4 separate regions of the Hordeum vulgare genome follow, and regions 1, 2 and 3 are each linked to region 4. The links are chromatin contacts, called in public Hi-C maps. All regions are on one chromosome and are shown on one strand. Each heading gives the region's core, a stretch centred on a gene start, on an enhancer-like site or on the middle of the called end of the contact. The rest is flanking DNA. Distances are from core to core; before and after follow the strand shown. Region 1 has its middle 95 kb from the start of LOC123402772. Region 2 holds the start of LOC123402772. Region 3 holds the start of LOC123403239. Region 4 holds the start of LOC123402791.

Region 1 (3,724 bases), core at 271-2,770, 710 kb before region 4:
TAAAGGAATCATACGCTAGCGAAGGAGATGAGAGGTGAAGGAAGACATCCGGATACATGCAACAACAACCTTCGCCGCGCCGCTGAAAAGCCTCCCCTTGTCCTAGTGTGCGGTTGTTGAAAGCCAACAAAGAGTTCTAAATCGGCGACGGCGCAGCAGGGTGGGGATGGATGAGCATAATCTCGGCAAGATCTTTACCTTGGATTAGGGAGGAAGATGTGTACTGCAGAGAACGACTGGGAGGTGGGCTCGTCGATGAATCAATGGAGAACGGCGTACCTGTGCTCTGGATCGGAAGTGCTGAATAGACGGGGATGATGGGCCTGAAGGAATAGAATGCGGGGTTGTGGGAGGTGGAAGCAACAATTAATTCCACAAGGGAGGACCGACGCAAGAAATTAGGAAAGAGTTATGGGAGGTTACAACAGAATTTGTTACAACATTATGGCTGTGGGATAAAACATAATCAACGGCAAACGATTGGTCTGACGATTTCTTTCCATCAGACGTATGATGAGAAGCGTTTCCCTTTGATAAAGAAGTGAAACTGCATCGAAGAGAGAGAGATGCCTATGTATTCTTTTTGGGAAGACCTAGAGCCATCATTGTTGAGCATAAGTGCAGTCCTAAAGCAAGTGGTGTAGAAATTCTGTACAATTTTCATTCCAACTTATAACAAAAGACTTCTTTCTAAGTAATCCTTTTGTGTTTACTCGATTATAAAGAGTCGGCCAAACGACAAGTTTTGCCTAATTCTACTTGCAACTTTTCTCACAAAATTATCTAGTAAGAGTGTGTACAGTTGGACCCCTTAAATCCGTCTCAAACACTCGAGTAGCCCACCCAGTCCGTGACCGGTCACAAAAATTTGATCCAATCAGACCCCTCATACTCATCTGAAATACCCGGACTAACCAACATCCCTTTATTCATTTCAAATATGGGGATGATAGAAGGGTTCGCGGACGAGCCCGGGCAATCCTAGTCAATCCATTTCGTAGGACACGATTCCACCCCGAACCACCTTTTCTATTTTTTATTCATTTTTTTTCTTTTTCATCAATCATGAGTGACCGAACATGTAAGAAAAAATATGAAAGGTACGGCTGCGCAGACGAAAAAATAAAGGCTTAAAAGGAACATACCCGATGAATGATCGAACGCGTTTGTGGATATTTGAGGACCGGATTTACAAGTTGGACTGTAGATGCTCTAACAAAAATTAGTAGAACAAACATTTAATCAGAAACAGTGTATGATTTTCAGTTGATCAACATGTTTAAGAGTAGTAATGGATTTGCTGCTGCCGCCAGTATATTGGGAACGCTCCTGGCCACAGTACTGTCATCTCGCATCGGTCCGCCGCTTTCACGCACGGAACATTCTCTTATCGCGTTCGAAGCACGGCCGCCGAAAAGTCTGTGGCTGATTGTTTGGGGCGCACGGTTGGCCTCGATGGCTAGGTGCGTACGCACGCGGTGATGTGAGCACGGATGCGCCCGGAGATGATGGGGACACGCCGGTGCTATGGTGGGTGGCTGACAGGTCGGGCATACAGGAAGTTTGCGAATGTTGACTCGGGTGTGTGCCACTCGTCGCCGAGTGAGGAATGAGCTCCTTTTTCTCGTGTGAAGGAATAGTCATTGATGTCGGGTTCCCATGCCTTTTCGTCAGTGCACACGGCACCCACCTCTACATATACATCACCTCCCTTTTTTTTGCCGGAAAAGGGAGTTTTCGTTGCAATGTTATAGTGTTACAATCAAGAGGCCACAAATTCTCAATACAAGGTGGAGCCGACTGTAACCACACAGCTGTGGTTCTCTCGGATCGGTTGTACGTGGCCAAACGATCTGCGACACAATTCTGATTACGGTGAATTTTCTGGGGTAAAAACTCCCTCGTACTCATCAACTCTTTAATCTCAAGAACCAACTGCCCATAAGCTGACTTCACCAGGCCATTATTAGACAGGATTGAAAGAGCTTGAGCTGAATCTGATTGAACGACCACCGGAAGCGAAGTATTTTGTATAGCCAACGCCATCCCTTGCATGAGGGCGTGTATTTCCGCTTCTAACGGATCATTGCAATGAAAGATATAACGGTACGCTGAAAAAATAATCTTGCCTTTATCATCGCGGAGTATCATGCCAGCAACAGCTGACCCATCGGAGTCCAGGAAGGACCCATCGACGGAAAGGGCAACGTAGCCCGGCTGGGGCGCAGGCCATGGCATAGACGGGGGTTTCACTTTGTGTATATGAACTGAGCAATCGACAGATATTGGCATTTTTCCTTTGATTATTTCCTCCGTGCTAAAACGGCCAGCTAGTTTGATGGACCTGTAATAGCTGTCGAGGAACTCCACCGTGACAGCCGTTGGTGGGATTTCCTTGCCATGTGATTGATCTGTACGCAGTTGCCAAATTCGCCAAACTACCATGATCACCATGTCCGTTACCACATCAGTACAGTTTACCAGCAACTGTAGTAACCATTCCTTGCCACTGTCAATTAGAAGCTCATCAGAGGGGAGAGGCCATCTAGTCCTCATATGCAGCCAGATTAGACACGCGTTTGTGCAAGCAACTAGCGCGTGAAAGGAGCCCTCCTCTTCCACGCCACATAAGGGACAGGTGGAGTGCGTGGATATATGTCTGAACTTCTTGCATTGCGTTGTTGGTAGGGCGCCGAAACTACCTTCCAAGCTGTGATTTTCATCTTCTGGGGTATTGAAGATTTCCACACAGCATTCCAACTTGATCTCACTCCACTTGGTGTTGAACATGAAGCTCCCCCCGCAAACGCTATGTTATGATCATATGTGGCAAGTCTGTAGGCACTCTTGACCGAGAATTGTCCATTCTTCTCTAGGAACCACGAAACGAAATCACAACGCTGTCGTGGGGACGTCCTTATTTTCACAATATAATCGATATCCATAGGCTAGAAATTCTCTCTCAATCGATCCATCCGCCATGCATCGCTTTCATCCAAGAACTCTGACACACGGTTCAGCCGGGATGTGCGCTTAGGAGTAATAGGGCGGAACGAGGTTGCTCTTGGGATCCAAGGGTCTCGCCAAGTACGTATGAGCGCCCCATCCCCCACTCGCGAAATAACCCCCTTCCTCAGAAGATCAAGGCCGTATACAATCCCTTTCCACACTGCAGAACCATTGCTAGAGAACGCCGAGTCCAGTAAATTATCAGCCGGGAAATATTTCGCCTTTAGAAGCCTAGGACATAAACTGTTTGGCGTATCTAGAAGGCGCCATGCTTGTTTTGCGAGTAGGGCTTGATTAAAAGCCCGCATATCTTTGAAGCCCATGCCTCCCATAGATTTGGGTAAACGCATTTTGTCCCAGCTCAGCCATGCCATTTTACGCTTCCCCCTTTCAACGCCCCACCAGTACTGGCGCATCATGCAGGTTAACTCATCGCAAATCAATGCCGGGAGCTTGAAGACACTCATGACATATGCTGGTATAGCCTGAGCAACTGATTTGATTAAAATCTCCTTGTTACCTGATGACATATATTGCTCACTCCAGTCGATTATTCTCTTCCTTAATCTCTCCTGGATAGTTTCAAACTTGCCCTTATGCATTCTTCCCTCCGGCACAGGGAGACCTAGATACTTAGGCTCGAATACCTCCTGTGTAATCTCCAGTACACTATTCACATTATTAGCAACTGCGGGCGTGCAGTGATCTGAAAAAA
Region 2 (3,644 bases), core at 560-3,059, 610 kb before region 4:
AGTCAACTAGAGGCTTACTAGGGACAGTGTTTTGTCTATGTATCCACACAAGTATTGTGTTTCCAATCAATACAATTATAGCATGGATAATAAACAATTATCATGAACTAAGAAATATAATAATAACTAATTTATTATTGCCTCTAGGGCATATTTCCAACACTTCTATCTTCCATGCGAAGGATGCCACCAGTTTGAATCCGAAGCTTGGGAGGACACGCGCAACTAGATGCCAAGAATATTCGCCCAAAATGGGGCTGGGTCCATCGTGAAAAACTGGCGGGTCGCGGCATCCACCCCACGCGCGTCACTGCATTCATTGGTTGGCCGCTCCTCTCCTTTCTCTGCTCCGCCGACCGCTCCTCTCCTTCCTCCGCGTCGACGGCCGCTACTCTCCTTCCTCCACGTCACCGGCCGCTCCTCTTCTTCCTCTGCGTCGCCGACCGCTCCTTCCCTTCCTCCGCTCCACTGGGCACTCCGCTCCTTCCTGTGCGTCGTCGCTCATTTCTCTCTCTTCTGCGTCGCCGACCGCTCGTCTCCTTCCTTCGTGCTGCCGAGGCGGAGAAGGATTCCTTGAGGAGCGGCGCAACTACACTGGAGGTTCTCTGCACCCTTATCCTTCATTTGTATCCCTCAAACCAAACAAAACATATGATAACATTACCCTTTCAATCAAACAAAAAAAGGACTATCCCTTATCACGTGGTTGGGATACTCTCAACCACCCTAACATGTCCCTGTAACCAAACGCATCCTAAGAAAGTTCGAGAACCCATTTTGTTTTCCCACCTAGAGATGCACTACTTGCATCGTAGCAGACAAAGCAGGAAAAATATATATAGTGAGATGACACCAATATTACAAATACAGATTAGATAACAACTCAAGAATCAGTTTTTCGCATTCCTGGTAGTCTTGCATCTATCGTAGTACTATACACACAGGGAGATATTTACAGTCTCTTTCCCAGTTTTTTTCTTCTTTCCGACCTTAATCTACATAAAACTATTTAATATCGACTTAGGCCGTTAGGCCTCAAGAACTAAGAATGGTTCCAAAATTTGAAGGGAAAAAAATCAACAACACAATCTTTCTCTCGGAGAAATGCGTCAGTCAGTCAGCAGCCTGCTGGATAATTCTCGTTTTTTTTCAGTCAGAAGCCTCCTGGATGATGCTCAGAGCACGCTTCAGCCTCAGCCGCGACGGGGCGGCGAGCTTCCCGCTGCTCTTCTTCGCCGGACTTGACGACACCGCGAACTCCCCGAGCGTCCGCTCGTTAAGCTTCTCGTTGAACAGGTCATCCTCGCTGTCTTCCACCTCCTCGCGCACGGGCATGACGCGCAGGTTCTTGTTGCCGCCGCGCCGCCGCTCAGGCCTCTTTGCCGCGATCGCCGCGCTCGCGCGCACGGCCAGCGCGGCCATGTCGGCGCTCGAGAGCGGCCGCCCGAGAACCGACGCCGGGAGCAGGAAGTACATTTGTCCCGGCCGGAGCAGCTCGTCGGAGGCCAGCGCCTGTGGGGGCTCGTTGAAATAGAGCGCGTCGGAGTTGCACACGAAGAAGGAGGCGGCCTCGCCGGCGAGAACGTCGGAGACGGCGACTCGGGGGCTGGCCGGGAGCTCCTTCAGCGAGCCGTCGGCGGCGATGACCCTGACGGGCGCTGGCTGGTGTTGCTGCTGCGAGAGGGTTCCTCGGTGGGTGGAAGAGCAGGAAACCTTGGCGCCCATGGAATCTTTGCAGGTGTCCCGTGCGTGGAAGTGTGAGTTTTTTTATCGTCGACTTCGTTTCAGCTTTGGATGTAGGATGTGGAGACGAAAAGGAGGTGATGTATATGTAGAGGTGGGTGCCGTGTGCACTGACGAAAAGGCATGGGAACCCGACATCAATGACTATTCCTTCACACGAGAAAAAGGAGATCATTCCTCACTCGGCGACGAGTGGCACACACCCGAGTCAACATTCGCGAACTTCCTGTATGTCCGACCTGTCAGCCACCCACCATGGCACCGGCGTGTCCCCATCATCTCCGGGCGCATCCGTGCTCGCATCACCGCGTGCGTACGCACCTAGCCATCGAGGCCAACCGTGCGCCCCAAACAATCAGCCACAGACTTTTCGGCGGCCGTGCTTCGAACGCGATAAGAGAATGTTCCGTGCGTGAAAGCGGCGGACCGATGCGACATGACAGTACTGTGGCCGGGCGCGTTCCCAGTATAGCGGCGGCGGCGGCGGCAAATCCATTACTACTCTTCAACGCGTGGATCAACGGAAAATCATACACTGTTTTTAATTAAAAGTTTGTTTTACTAATTTTTGTTAAAGCATCTAGAGCCGAACATGTAAATCCGGTCCTCAAATGTCCACGAACGTGATCGATCATTGATCCAGCATGTTCGTTTTAAGCATTTATTTTTTTGTCCATGCAGCCGCATTTTTCATTTTTTTTATATGTCCGACCACTTGAACGTTATTGTTGAAAAAAAAACGAAAAAATGAATAAAAATAGGAAATGTGGTCCGGGATGGAATCGCGTCCTACGAAACGGATTGATCGGCCGTGCCCGGGCTTGTCCGCGAGCCCTCCTATCGTCCCCATATTTAGAATAAATACGAGGGTTGTTGGTTAGTCCAGGTGTTTGAGATGAGTATCAGGTGTCTAACTGGATTGATTTTTTATGACCGATCACTGACCGGACGGACTACCCAAGCGTTTGAGGCGGATTTAACGGGTCTAATTGTAGACGCTCTTACTAGATAATTTTGTGAGAAAAGTTGCAAGTAGAATTAGGCACAAACTTATCGTTTGGCCGACTCTTTATAATGAAGTAAACACAAAAGAATTACTTAGAAAAAAGTCTTTTCTTATAAGTTGCAATGAAAATTGTACAGAATTTCTACACCACTTGCTTTAGGACTGCACTTATGCTCAACAATGATGGCTCTAAGTCTTCCCAAAAAGAATACACACGCGTCTCTCTCTCTCTTTGATGCAGTTTCACTTCTTTATCAAACACAGCCTGAAAATATTGTCATGGACATCATTAATTTGGGCTCCTGAAATTTATGGTTTCACAGGAATGAAAAATTCTTCAAGAAATGAAATGTCAAGCCTTCCTTCTTGGAAGTTTAAGCTCAAGCAGGATCTCAAGCTCGTTAAGCACAGGACTGTTGGAATCTGATCACATATGGTCCAACCCAATTTCAGAATTCCTCATAAATTTTAGATGCACATTAAGCCTATTCATGCGAGGCAAAAGGTCTTAAATTTAGTTCCACATTGCTAGTTTGATAGGAGTTGGACCTTTTTATAAGGGAGAATGTTTCCCCACATGTATGAACATGAGAACAAGAGAGACATATGTTGGGGTTCGTAGTAATTTCAAAAAAAATCCTACGCCATGCAAGGATCTATCTATGGAGAAACCAACAACGAGCAAAGGGGTATAGCATCTTCATACCTTCGACGATCGCTAAGCGGAAGCGTTACTATGAACGCGGTTGATGTAGTCGTACTCGCAGCGATTCAGATCGCGGTGGATTTCGATCTATGCACCGAACGACGGTGCCTCCGGGTTCAACACATGTGCAGCCCGGTGACGTCTCCTATGCCTTGATCTAGCAAGGAAGAGGGAGAGGTTGAGGGAAAG
Region 3 (3,279 bases), core at 760-3,259, 940 kb before region 4:
GCAGTCCCCTTTCATCACAAGCACATCATCAGCCAAACTGGTTCGGTGGTCATATTTTCATTCTCGAGACCGCAGTTCGATCCCATCATCTTCTAATTTCTCCCACCTTTTCTCATTTAGTACTGGGCGGCCAACATCATTTTTTCTTCTTTCTTGCACTTTCTCTGTGTTTTATTTTTATTTCTCTTTTGGCTTTATTTCGATAAACTTTGCAAAAACGTAAATCATCGATTAAAGAAGTGTTAAATTTATAGATAAAATAGTTCCATATACACAAAAATGTACAATGTGTATAGATAATAATAATATAATTTTCTTTTATTTTCAAAAAAATGATCATGTATTTGAAAAACTTTAAATGTGGAAAAATGTTTCCAAAGCATAATAAAAACATATACAAAAATATACAGTGTGCATGGAACAAAGTAGACTTAAAAAAGATATTTTTTCCAAAAATGTTAATCGTCAAACATGTATTAAACGTGTATATATATAATGTTTGTGATGTCACCCGCAAAAAAATGTTTTTAATGTATAAAAATGTACAATGTTGCTTATACAAGCTTTACGTAAACCAATGGCTTAACTTTGAATTTTTATATTGTTTTAAACTGTTTTGCTGATTTTAAAAAAAAATATCGATGTTCATACGCAACCTTGAACATTTGGCATGCATATACGTATGAATTGATTAGTTTTTTTTGAAGTTGTGTAATATTTTTGCAACCAAATTAGGACTTCACTTGGATTACAATTACAAACCAAATATATCAGCAAGACAAAAATAATACTCTTACGCATATGTCATCATTAATTAATAAAACATACTTTACTATTTTCATCATAATGTAAATAATTGTGGGCATCACTGAGAAGGAGAGAGACCATACAACTTGAAACATCAGGTAAGATCATATCCATATTTACTTATTATATGTTCATTAATAATATAAGTTCATAAGACATAAATATAATTTTTTGAAATACATGTAATCAATATTCTTTCAGGTTTTTATTTCTTGATTTGTTCATTAAATATGCATCGAGTTGGTGTATACTCCGTTTGTAACTAAGCATACTGAACGTACTAAATTTTTCTGACACACAGAGAGAGACAGAGAGAGACCTTAGGACTGACCACATTCAAATGTGTTTTCGTTGTGTGAGCACTCAGGTCACTATCAGTAACATAAATGTGATGCCATTTGGAACTAAAAGATGCGGGCCTGTTAAGTCGTGGTTATTGAATTAAAAATGTGTGTTATTTTTTTTCCGTTGCAACCCACGGGCTCTTTTGCTAGTACTCCCCCCGTTCCTAAATATAATTCTTTTAACAGATTTCACTAAGAGTCTACATACGGAGCAAAATGAGTGAATCTATACTTTAAAATATGTCTATGTATATTCGTATGTAGTCTACTAGTAGAATCTCTACAAAGACTTATATTTAGGAATGGAGGAAGTAGAAGATAATGGTAAGAGATGTCTTATCATAAACTTTTTTTTGTTATTTTTAAATAAATGCAAGATTTAAGATAAAACTATTTTATCAACCATTATACATGACTTAATGAATTTGGTGCTACCGCCACCGTATTGGGAACGCGTCCGACCACAATATTGTCCACACGTAATGGCTAGGTGTTTCCATCGGTCCGCCGCTTTCACGCTCGGAACTTTTTTTTTATCGCGTTCGAAGCACGGCCGCCGAAAAGTCCGTGGCTGATTGTTTGGGGCGCACGGTTGGCATCAATGGCTAGGTGCGTACGCACGCGGTGATGCGAGCACGGATGCGCCGGAGATGATGGAGACACATGGTGCCATGGTGGGTGGCTGACAGGTCAGGTACACAGGAAGTTCGCGAGTGTTGACTCGGGTGTGTGCCACTCGTCGCCGAGTGAGGAATGAGCTCCTTTTTTCTCGTGTGAAGGAATAGTCGTCGCTGTCTGTGTTCACACGGCACCCACCTCTACATATTACATCACCTCCTTTTCGTCTCCACATCCAACATCCAAAGTTCAAACGAAGTCGACGATAAAAAAACTCACACTTCCACGCACGGCACACCTGCAAATATTCCATGGGCGCCAAGCTTTCCTGCTCTTCCACCCACCGAGGAACCCTCTCGCAGCAGCCACACCATCCGGCGCCCGTCAGGGTCATCGCCGCCGACGGCTCGCTGAAGGAGCTCCCGGCGAGTCCCGGAGTCACCGTCTCCGACGTTCTCGGCGGCGACGCCACCTCCTTCTTCGTGTGCAACTCCGACGCGCTCTACTTCAACGAACCCCCACCGGCGCTGGCCTACGACGAGCTGCACCGGCCGGGTCAAATATACTTCCTGCTCCCGGCCGCGGTGCTCGGGCGGCCGCTCTCGAGCGCCGACATGGCCGCGCTGGCCGTGCGTGCGACCGCGGCCAAGAGGCCTGAGCGGCGCGGCGACAGCGAAGACGTCCTGTTCAACGTGAAGCTTAACGAGCGGACGCTCGGGGAGTTCGCGGTGTCGGTGAGTCCGGCGAAGAAGAGCAACGGGAAGCTCGCCGTGCGGTCGCGGCTGAGGCTGAAGCGTGCTCCGAGCAGTGCCAGTGAGCGTCATACAGGAGGCTGCTGACTGAAGCAATTTTTGTTCCTTCAAATTTGGAACCATTCTTAATTCCTGAGTCCTAACACCTAAGCCTAAGTCAACGTTAAATTGATTTTTGTAGATTTAGGCCGGAAAGAAAGAAACGAAACTGGGAAAGATATTGTAAATATCTCCCCGTGTGTATATACGGTACAATAGAAAATGCCAACAAACTGATTCCTGAGTTGTTATCTAATTTGTATGGTATTTTGTTTATTTGCGTAAAATATATATTGTATATTTTTTTCTGTTTTATATCTCCTACAATGAAACTAGTTTAAATATGGGACCGAACTATCTTGGCATGAATGCGAAGCTACTCATCCCATATATTGTTGTTGTGTTATATGCAAGCATCCGCAATACAGTTGTGACGAGAGAATCAAATCCTTCCTATGATGTTCTTTTTTTAAATGAACAAGTCATCGTAGGACTGAATACCATTATGGAAGCGATCAACACGAGCGAAAATTATTCGCGAAAAGGGCACCAGGGGCAAAGTTGTCCATGAATGTCAAATGCCCACATGCTATGTTCTAGTTGGGCACTTGATGACCCTTGATCAAACCCTTGAAATTGAGAATAATCCTCCTCATCGGCCGAATCATCGGATGACACAACATAGTGCTCATATATGTATTTCCATAGTCAAATTCATT
Region 4 (3,250 bases), core at 690-3,189:
TGCACGTAATCGCGTTCTACTCAAGAATTTTCAAATCAAATTGCACTGGAAAGAAGGCAGCGAACACGACGTCGACAGGAGAAGCAGCAAGGAAGCGAGGAGTGAGGAAGCCGGCCGCGGGGTCAAGGATTAGCAGGCGGGGCGGGGGACGACAGGAGCCCAGAATCGCTTCTCTGTCGTCAGTCCTCGGCTCAGTTAAGCACGTCCCCAGATTGATCGGCCTTGCCTGCTATGAATCCGATACTGTACACCGCGCTGATGAATATTGACTGACGGAGTAGCTTTGACACTGATACAGGGGCGTTTTGGTCCTGGCCTCCATTAAGCGGATGTTTAGAGTTTATTACTGCAAAACACAGAGATAATAATAATGCAGTCTACTGTACCGTGTGTTTCAACTTTCTGAACTCCCAACTCGAAAGGAGGAGGCACCCGATCTTCGGGGAAATTTTGCACTGAACTGATTAATGGTGTTGTCTACCTAATTGGTTCGATAGCAGCATTTACAAAAGATGCATGTCGTTGACTCTTATCTTCTTCTAGTACTAGTACCTATGATAATTATTACTAAATCTGATTAATCATATGAATAGTCCAGACAGTGAAAACGGAATGAGCCAGACAGCCAGGCCATGATTGGCAACTAAAATTCTTTCCTTAGCGGTCAGGCGTATCACTGTCTTGAGCATCCACGACTGATCGATGGAGAAAGGCAACGAAGCGACGACCACGACCACGACCCAGATCACCGCAGTCCGCAGAGGCATCAATCTTACCTACTTGTCGGGCCGGGGGCGTTGAACAGTAATCGCCCGGCCACAGCCGGTTACCGCTGAGGTCCAGATAATATCATCCCGTTGCGGCTGGCGATGGAAGCGCTGGCGAAGCCGCGGCGCCGGCGCGTGCGGGAAAATGAAGCCCGTGGAGATTGTTTGGGGCGCACGGATGCGCTGACGCGATCGTCCATTGTCCGGATGAGTCACTCTCACCGGTCAGTGTTCGCGGAGGAATAAGCAGCTTCTGTCCGGCGGAGGAATAATCGTCGCTGTCTGCATGCCAGGTTTCCAGATTAAATGGTGAAACAGTGGGTACCTATCTGGCACATGCACAAACGCGGCAATGGCGTGCGTCAGCGCCCACGATAGCTCCCCTGGCTTTGCTTTCCCCTTCTTGCCTTGTGAATTTTGCATTACAATGACTGTAGAGATTTAGTTTTGTAGATTGGCGAAGATTATATTTAACCAAGCTATGTTTCTATTTCCCGGGGACGAAGCCAACATACAAACATAGAAGGGGGCAAGTTTGTTTATGAAGGATGCAAAGTTTATATAAAGTAACAAAAATTTGCTACAACAATCATTATTATAATAGAAAAATCAATTTGTTAGGGGGTCTAGCCCCCACTTGTCCCCCCTAGAATTGTCCCTGCTATTCCCTGAGAGGAGATTGCTTGGCAGGATCTACATCTGCAGATATACACACTACTCCTACTTTTCAATGCAACGCAATGATACATGCTATTTTTTCCCTTGCGTGACTCTATGAGATGTGAGAGTTATAAAGGTTCAAACATCCATGGGGTGTACGTTTATGCGGCCAACTATTACACGGAAGGCTGAAAAAAAATGCGTTCAGTCGAATTAATCTAGATTCTTGGATCAAAATCGAACCTTCACTTCCTCCTCCTCCTCGTCCTTAGCTAATGAACAGTGTAAAGTAGTGAGTATTTTGCTCCTCAAAATCTAGTGCATGTGATTTTTTTTATACGAGGCTGGACAGAATACTGGTGCTCCAAAAGTTTTCTCTAAAAAGGAAAGGGAAGGAATTTCCAAGCAGTGCATGTGCAGTTACACAATTGGACAAGAAGCAAAGGATTGAAATGATATGTCTCCCTTTCCTTGTCACTTCTCTGATCTCAGCACATAACCTCTATATATACGCCACCATCCATTAGTCCCTCCACATCAAGTCCCAACGAACCCCAAAAAATATTCTCAGCACTTGCACCCAGGCAAAGATTCCATGGGAGCGAAGCTTTCCTGCTTTTCCAACCACCGAGGCGGCCTCTCGCAGCAGCCACGCCAACCGGCGCCTGTCAGGGTCATTGCCGCGGACGGTTCGCTGAAGGAACTCCCGGCCAGCCCAGGCGTCACCGTCTCCGACGTCCTCGGCGGCAGCGCCGCGTCCTTCTTCGTGTGCAACTCCGACGCGCTCTACTTCGACCAGAGCCCTCCGGCGCTGGCATCCGGCGAGGTACTCCGGCCGGGACAGATATACTTCGTGCTCCCGGCGGCGTTGCAACGGCGGCCGCTGTCGAGCGCCGAGATGGTCTCGCTTGCGGTGCGCGCGAGCTCGGCGATCGCGGACAAGAAGCCGCAGCAGAGGCGGGGGCGCTTCAGCGGCGGGAAGAAGAAGGTGCGCGTCATGCCGGTGCACGAGGAGTTGGAGGACGGCGAGGACGTTCTGCTGAACGAGAAGCTTAACGAGCGGACGCTCGGGGAGTTCGCTGTGTCGCCGAAGAGCGAAGAAAAGATCGCCGTCGTGGGAGCGCGGTCGCGGCTGAAGATGAAGCTGAAGCGCGCTCTGAGTATCATTCAAGAGGTTGCTGAATGAAGCGTACCTCAAAAAGTTGTAAATACTACTACTACTAGTGTTTTTTTATTTTAGTTTTTGGTTTTGTTTGAAGCCCAAATATTTAATTGGTTTAGTAGATTTAGGATAACAAGAACATGAATTCTGCGAAACAGTATGTGAATACGTGTCGTTCCTAAATACTTTTTCCGTCCGAAATTATTTGTCGCAAAAATTTATAAAGTAGGATGTATCTTAAAATAAAATACATCTAGATGCATTCATTCTTGTGACAAGTATTTTCGGACGGAGCGAGTATAGTTTCTTTTTTAAGCTTTGACTAGAGCACTACATACACTTTAGAGTATAGATTTACTCATTTTGCTCCGTATGTAGTCTTCAGACATATAGACATACTTTAGACATATAGACATATAGATATACTTTAGAAATACTTTAGACATATAGATATACTTCAGAATATAGATTCACTCATTTTGCTCCATGTGTAGTCTTCTGATGAAATCTTTAAAAAGATTTATATTTAGGAACGAAGAAAGTATAATTCACTAGAACTAGAATACTAGTATATGGAAAACTACAGAATGCAAAATAATTTTTGAGTTGTTAAATTTTTAGCAGACTCTATACCCCACAGTGCGGGATCGTTGCTGGCGCT

The links. Hi-C and Micro-C count contacts between places; a contact is called where the count stands out from the background.
Region 1: a contact with region 4 is called in a Hi-C map of leaf, with 4 times the contacts expected there. The contact joins the enhancer-like site here to the promoter of LOC123402791 in region 4. A contact is called at or near these places in 2 of 6 Hi-C or Micro-C datasets (both in leaf).
Region 2: a contact with region 4 is called in a Hi-C map of seedling, with 6 times the contacts expected there. The contact joins the promoter of LOC123402772 here to the promoter of LOC123402791 in region 4. A contact is called at or near these places in 3 of 6 Hi-C or Micro-C datasets (leaf and seedling).
Region 3: a Hi-C map of seedling shows a contact between it and region 4, with 5 times the contacts expected there. The contact joins the promoter of LOC123403239 here to the promoter of LOC123402791 in region 4. A contact is called at or near these places in 4 of 6 Hi-C or Micro-C datasets (leaf and seedling).

Annotation. Positions count from the first base shown.
Region 1 is chr6H:156,422,406-156,426,129 of MorexV3_pseudomolecules_assembly, forward strand. No RefSeq gene overlaps it. Among protein-coding and RNA genes, the nearest start is that of LOC123402772, 95 kb to the right of the region's middle. Within about 2 kb of position 1,521, at least 2 of the 3 cell types and tissues checked have open chromatin away from gene starts, as enhancers often do. A contact at or near this core is called in leaf, where this site is marked.
Region 2 is chr6H:156,517,820-156,521,463 of MorexV3_pseudomolecules_assembly, forward strand. It overlaps LOC123402772, which reads right to left and starts at 1,810. Exons shown (of 1, transcript XM_045096732.1): 1 at 859-1,810. The coding sequence starts at 1,725. The coding sequence ends at 1,150.
Region 3 is chr6H:156,187,368-156,190,646 of MorexV3_pseudomolecules_assembly, forward strand. LOC123403239 reads left to right here and starts at 2,010. Exons shown (of 1, transcript XM_045097184.1): 1 at 2,010-2,875. The coding sequence starts at 2,081. The coding sequence ends at 2,608.
Region 4 is chr6H:157,131,264-157,134,513 of MorexV3_pseudomolecules_assembly, forward strand. It overlaps LOC123402791, which reads left to right and starts at 1,940. Exons shown (of 1, transcript XM_045096753.1): 1 at 1,940-2,790. The coding sequence starts at 2,023. The coding sequence ends at 2,613.